Regions from separate parts of the Mus musculus genome. Here region 1 is linked to region 2. Evidence: chromatin contacts called from public Hi-C data. All regions are on one chromosome and are shown on one strand. Each heading gives the region's core, a stretch centred on a gene start, on an enhancer-like site or on the middle of the called end of the contact. The rest is flanking DNA. Distances are from core to core; before and after follow the strand shown. Region 1 overlaps Atxn1 (ataxin 1). Region 2 overlaps Gmpr (guanosine monophosphate reductase).

Region 1 (3,165 bases), core at 386-2,885, 39 kb after region 2:
CCCTCCACGGTGGCTGTTTCACTGGCTGGCCGGCTCTGGTTTTAGTCTGATAAACAGAGAGTCACATTGGATTTCTGTAGGGGATCCAGGCCCTTCATGGGGAATCATCTCCCCGTGGGTTCTTTAGGCTGGCAGTGGCAGCTCCGGATTCTGAGGAGGAGGAGGAGGAGGAGGAGGAGGAGGAGGAGGAGGAGATGAGGAAAGGAAAGAGAGAAGACAGGGGGGAAAAAATCAAAACGTCAGCTCTAGGGAGAGAAACCCCACCAAGCCAAACCAACCAATCAACCCACCAACCACCAAAAACACTATTACCAACAAGACTAAGAGGAGAGGGACCCTCTCAGTTGGAATTCCAAAAGCAGATTATGGCCTAAGTGTTAAAATAGATAAAATGTTACCTGGTCTAAAGAGCCAGTAATAGTGACTAAGTTTCTTAAACATTTGCTTACTTATGATTTATTTATTTGCGCAGGTGCTTGTGAGAGTTTATGCACACCACCTATGTGCCAGTGCCTACAGAGACCACAAGAGGGCATTGGGTCTCCTGACACTGGAGTTATTGGCAGCTGTGAATCACAGTGTGAGTGCTAGGACCGGAACTTAGATCCTCTAGAAGAGCAGTAAGCGGCTGTCTTGACCACCGGCCACGTCTCCTGCACAGATGCACTTTCTTAACAAAATAGAGCAGGCAACTGAGCAACTCAAACATTTCTCTGCCTCTTCTCTCTCCTCTACCCCTTTCTTCTCTTCCTGGAGGGTGGATGGTCACTTTTTTTTTTTTTTTTTTTTAACAGCATCTCTTGTTGCTCAGGCTGGCCTCAAATTGGCCATGCAATGAAGGCTGGCTTGAATTCATGATCCTCCTGCATCAGCCTCCCAAAAGTTAGGATCACAGCCCCCCCCCCCAATTTTTTGGTAGATGATGCATTTCTGTAAATTGTTTACACAGAAAGGTTGGTACCATTCCCCGTCATTTGAGTAAGTTTATCTCAGTCCAATAAGATCCCAATTGTTTTGTGAAGGAGCAAGTTTTGAATAGAGATGCCCAGTGAGTCTTTGGGCAGCTTTGATGCCAGACCCAAACTCACTTGGCTTCAGGGCTACACTCAATCTACAGCAGTGTCCCCTATTCTAACAGTGCCTCCCACAATACACCCATGTACCCCAACTCAGCAGCAGTATCCCAAAATAATTCTTCTCACTATAAGTCTCAAGGGAATTTCATGTACAGTCACTTATAAGGAAACAGTAAGACGACTTTGAGATAGTTACAAAAACTATTCTAGTTTTTTTTTTATTAAACCAAACATAATATGTAAGATAAACCCTGTTATAGTGGCTCATGTAATTCCAGCACTTTGAAAACTGGGGCAGGAAAATGACCACAACTTTAGGCTTCCTTGTGCTACAGTATAAAATGCGGTCTCATAAAAATGCTGCATAAATAAGTACATGAATATGAAAGTAAAGTTGAACCTAGGCTTTGAAAGTTTCCTTAATAAAAGTTAGGCACGTGCTTCACCCACGTGCCTTCTCTTCCAAGTTTGTCTCTGAATATTTTCTCTCCACATCTCCTCCTCTTCTCCCCAGCAGGGACCTGCTCACTATGAGCAGGGGATGAAATATTTGCCAGACAAATTGCAGCCACGTGTCCAAACCTAGCGATGCCAGGAACTCTTACGGGAACAATCCCTGCCTCCATCTCAGAGAGACACTGAATTCTGAGTCACCACCCTTGTGTGAGCAATGTCTACCTGGCACAGGGTAGACTGCCAAGAAGACCAGTGTGAAGCACGGTAGCAGCAGGAGATAGGAGCACTGCCCACACGGTGAAGCTGCAGAGGGAAACAACATCAAAGGCTCTGATCTGGGGAGCTGCTTTTCTGGGGTTGGAACTTGAATGAATACATTTCCTCCTCAGATTGTTTTTCCTATGATCTGACTTTAGAACAGACCCTCAAACTGGGTGTGGTCACGAGTGTCTGTAATCTCAGCCCATGGGAGGCTGAGGCAGGAAAGTTGAGACTTTGTAGACCAGCTGCTTGGGCTACAAAGAAAGACCCTGTCTAAAGGGGCAGAAAAAGTAAGCAAGCAAACAGGCAAACAAACAAAGAAACACACAAACAAACAAAAAAAAAACAAATCAAAATGAAAACTCTAAGCCCTTACCAAGCAGAACCAAACGCATACTGTAAGCTCCCAGTCTTTAACAATTCAAGCAATGTCCATGTAGAACCAACAGCAAGATCCACAGTGCAGCATAATCCTGTGCTCAGCTCCTCATCCCTGTATCACACAACTCCAAATGGCTCTCATCCAGTTTAGTGTGTGTGTGTGTGTGTGTGTGTGTGTGTGTGTGCGACTAGCATGTCACAGTGTGCATGCAGATGTCGAAGGACAACTTTAGGGGTTGGTTCTCACCTTGCACCTAACTTGAGATGGGGGCAGAGGGTGACTCATCACTATTTTGTAAACCAGGCCAGCTGGCCTGCAGGCTTCTATAGGTTTTGGAGGTACAGACTCACGCCCTCACGATTGTGTGATAAGTAGTTTACTCTTCAGACCCCACTTTCCACTTCCCACCTGGGGCAAGGTGAGGATGGTTTAATCCCTCTCATTTGTTTTGTTTCAACATCACCAGAACAAAGCGACAAATGCCCCAAGAAGCTGCCCCCCCCCTCCTGAGTTTGAACAGGCAGATAGAACCTAAGAATGCAAATGTGTATAGGATAGTGGAGGTTTTTGGACACTCAAGTGTCTGAACATGAGAGTTATGTCAATAAGAAAAGCCCTCTCCCCCCAATACTGACAGGGCAGCCAGTAAACACGGGAAACAGAAGTCAAAAGACGTAAGTTATTCATACTGACAAAATTAAAAATAGCATGTACCTGAAGATGTAGAAAAACTGAAAGTGGGTAAGGAATTATGTTGTAAGTAACTTTATTCGGTAGGAATCTCTCCTATTAGGAGGACGAAGCATCATCGATACCCGGTGTTTTAAAATCCATTGTAAGGACGGACCAAAGCCAAACCCCCAAAGTATCAAAAGCATTGTTAATTTTTGCTGTCTTAAAAAAAAAAAAAAAAAAAAAACAAAACCATTAGTGCCAACCTTTTATCTCTAGACTCTGAGAATCACTCTTAAGAAAGAGGATGGCTAAGCT
Region 2 (3,533 bases), core at 152-2,651:
CATCGAGGCTCAGACCTAATCAACTTCAGAATTGGGGGCACTGTTTTCTTTTTGTCTCCTGGAACTGTGGTAGCCTCAATACACACATGCCCTTGGAGTCAGGAGTGAACCTCCCCACTGGCCACTCTGTGACCTCCCATACCTGCCCCAGAGTCATTTCTGGTGATGGAGAGCCCTGTTCTTCCTGTCGCAGGCAGGGAACGTGGTGACCGGAGAGATGGTGGAAGAGCTCATCCTCTCTGGAGCAGATATCATCAAAGTGGGAGTCGGACCAGGTGAGACCTGTCAAGAGCACAGCAGGGTTGACTGTGGGGAGCAGGGGCCTTGGGGCTTGGGGCTCCTGGAAGGAGGCTACATGGGAACCGTAAAGTACTCGCCCAGAGGTTCAAGGCTCATTCCTTTGGAAGATCTGATCTTCCCCGGGGAAGCTCCTGAGATGCCACTGAACTGCCCTCTGATGACCCCAGGCTCTTCCTACACGAGCAGACATGTGGTTGTGTGGTGAGGTTCTGACCAGAGTGTTAGTGTGGGAGAGCAGACTGCACAGGTCACTTTGAAGAGAAAGGTCTGTGGGGAATCCACGAGAACAGTTAATGAACAAGAATGGCTACGTCCATGTGAATGTTTGAAGGACCCTAAACACTTGTGACTAAGAGGCCACATTTGAACATGACCTGTGGCCCACTGGCTCCCCATGTGATACTAATGCACTGCTCAGGCACTAGGGCTAGCCGTAGGCCTCTTGAGTGAAGAAACCAACTAGAGCCAGTCCAGCCTTAACCTGGGAGTTGCAGTTTCTTATTGGGACTGGCAGGTGTTTGCTTTCCTGTTTCCCATAGCCAAGCCTACATCCTCACTGCCGTGTTTTAACATTCTGCCCTGAACATGCATCATTACCCAGATACTAGCATCAGAGTGAAGAGAAGAAAGACTATAGACACTTGATCTGGGACTAAAAAATAACAGCAGATCACATGCGCGCGCGCACACACACGCTAAAAAGCAACAGCCTTCTACCCTCAAAATACAGTCTTTTAAGAAGGAATCAGACAGGAATCAGATGCAAGGACCATGTAGGTGTGTGCCATTGTAGGAAGAGGACCCTTGTGCTGTGACCCAGCATAAGGAGGAGACTGTGTGAGCGCAATGATTGGAAAAATGGTCCGGTCGGCTCACAAAGCAGGCAGGCTTTTAACCTACAGGGAGACTTCAAGCTCTGCTGTTACCTGTGGTTTTCCTCAATGCCACCCACTTAGGCGGTTAATAACTTTCTGAGCAAGAGAAACGGTCCCCAGGCTGCCCCAAAAGCAGCACTTAGGGGACCCCACAAGTCCTGCAGGAGGAGCAGGAGGATGAGAGCTTTGGTGGAGCAGGAGTGACGGTGACTCACTCATGCTTGAGTTGCTGCATTCTTTCCATGCTATTTATAGTGTTCTTGTGCATGAGGCCCCTTCTCAGTGTCAGGCAGACGGGAGTGTGAAATCTCCAGAGCTTACTACCCAGCAGGGAAAACAGACCCCAGCACTCCCACACAGATAATGACTGAAACCGACTCCTCAAAAGACAATGTATGTGTGCTGCACAGTTTCCCTGGGGCCGTGAAATTTTAAGGTGGAGCCCTGAAAAATGGGGAAGATGTGGGAGTAGGGAGTGTTACGCGGAGAGGGAAGGGGAAGGGGAAGGGAGACAGGAGCAGACAAGAGAAGAAGCAGGTGGGACATGTAGGTGGGTACTCACTTGATTAGAAGTGGGGACATGGGACATAGGATCGGGATACTGGTGTTCCCTGGACCTGAAAGAACACAACCAGGACTGAATGGGACACTGGGGCAGGAGGAGGCAAGGGAGGAAGATATCCACGTGGTGGCAAAAGCCAAGTTGACCCCAGGTTCTGGGCAAGTGGTTCTCAACCTATGGGTCACAACCCCTTTGGAAGTGGTCACATGTGAAGAATCCTGCCTATCAGATATTCACAAGGATCACATGTCAGATATTCTGCCTATCAAATATTTACGTCATGATCCATAACAGTAACAAAATTAGAGTTATGAAGTAGCGATGAAATAATTTTATGGTTGGGGGTCAGCTCAGCATCAGGGAATGTATTACAGGGTCACAACATTAGGAAGGCTGGGAAGCACTGCCCTAGGCTGAGTGGGGACTCCGTCCAGGGAGATGGGGTGTACGGTAGGTATAGCATGAGATTAAGGCAGATGGATGGAAGCTGGGCTGTGTTTGGCCCAGGGTTGAGTAATCGGAACAGTTGTGTGGCTTCCTCACTCCAAGGTAAAGGTCAAACCCTGGGACAAGGCTTTTATTCACCCTAATGCAAATTCATTCCACCACAACCACACCAGGTGGGGTTTAGTTTGAGGGTGTGAGAAAGCCAGGAGAAAGCTGGGAGGATCCTGGGCGCCCCCTGGAAGTTGAGTCCTCATGTGTGGAGGGAGGGGAGGTTTCCATGCTCAACCATTGTGTGTGTGGGGGGGGGGGCTGAGGAGGGTGGGGGGAACATGGCATCAGGAAGGGCATTGAAGGTTGTGTGGGTGGTGATCTGTAAGACATTTGCCCTGGATGATGGTGAGGATTTGAAGGGCTTATATGGCCAGTGGGGTACTGTATAATAAGACCGTGTTGCCTGCCTAGTCAGCATATGTCCACTGTTGGGGAAAAGTCACCCTTCACTGGGGCAGGGCCATAAGATGGCGAAGGGGTGTCGTTTTCTATTGTGTTCGACTCACGCAGAACCCTCTGTGAATCCACCTCTCTTTCCACACAGGTTCTGTGTGCACCACCCGAACCAAGACAGGAGTGGGCTACCCGCAGCTGAGTGCGGTGATAGAGTGTGCTGACTCCGCCCATGGCCTCAAGGGGCACATCATCTCTGTGAGTATTAGGGTCTGGGAGCCTCTGGGGACCCTGGGGGAGATCTTTGCCATGCCTCTGAGGGACCATGCTGCCTTCAAATACCCTACCTCCCAAAATATCACATTTATGGGTCCTAGAGATCTGGATGTCAGCAATGAATTTGGGAGGGGCAGGCTAAGGGCCATCATATCTCAGGTTCAGGAGTTGGGAAATGCTTGGGGAAGTGATAAGGAAATGTGGGGGTTTGTTACAGATGAGATGACAGAAGGAAAAAATAAAAATGAAGTCACTGGAGTGGGGAGGGGAAGGGGGTAGAAATGCAGATCTCGGATGAGTTCTTGGGAGAGTGTGGCTAAGAACTATGTGGGAGTCGGGGGGTGGTGGTGGCGGGGGGCATTCTTCTCAGCCCAATAGGAAGTTATTGAAGATGTCAAAGCAGGAGGTTGCAAGTGGGCAGGTTGCTTTTCAGCAGCCAACAGGCTGGCTCCTCTGGGAAGGGTTAAGAATGGGCAGGACACCGATCTGAAGGGCGTTTGGGGAACAGAATTAAGCTGTGGCAGTGGAGTTGGTGTTTCCGGGGCTGGTCAAGGAGGAAGATTCCACTTTGGCCTTGTGGGCTGGTTCTTAAGAATGGCTACAGAGGAACAAGATCACTCTGGATTTGT

Evidence for each region. Hi-C and Micro-C count contacts between places; a contact is called where the count stands out from the background.
Region 1: a Hi-C map of uterus shows a contact between it and region 2, with 2.6 times the contacts expected there. The contact joins two enhancer-like sites. A contact is called at or near these places in 4 of 15 datasets of contacts at CTCF or cohesin (the G1E-ER4 cell line, the NIH/3T3 cell line and embryonic stem cells), 59 of 484 Hi-C or Micro-C datasets (the C2C12 cell line, the G1E-ER4 cell line, the HL-1 cell line and 32 more), 7 of 115 datasets of contacts at active chromatin or transcription factors (astrocytes, embryonic fibroblasts, embryonic stem cells and 3 more) and 4 of 9 other capture datasets (adipose tissue, embryonic stem cells, liver and 1 more).

Annotation. Positions count from the first base shown.
Region 1 is chr13:45,568,431-45,571,595 of GRCm38.p6, forward strand. Atxn1 (ataxin 1) reads right to left here. Exons shown (of 8, transcript NM_009124.6): 7 at 1-150. Among named protein-coding and RNA genes, the nearest start is that of Gm34582, 45 kb to the left of the region's middle. Within about 2 kb of position 1,636, at least 38 of the 459 cell types and tissues checked have an H3K27ac peak or open chromatin away from gene starts, as enhancers often do. A contact at or near this core is called in the NIH/3T3 cell line, embryonic fibroblasts and uterus, where this site is marked.
Region 2 is chr13:45,529,515-45,533,047 of GRCm38.p6, forward strand. It overlaps Gmpr (guanosine monophosphate reductase), which reads left to right. Exons shown (of 9, transcript NM_025508.5): 5 at 194-275; 6 at 2,780-2,886. Among named protein-coding and RNA genes, the nearest start is that of Gm34582, 5.9 kb to the left of the region's middle. Within about 2 kb of position 1,402, at least 91 of the 459 cell types and tissues checked have an H3K27ac peak or open chromatin away from gene starts, as enhancers often do. A contact at or near this core is called in the NIH/3T3 cell line, embryonic fibroblasts and uterus, where this site is marked.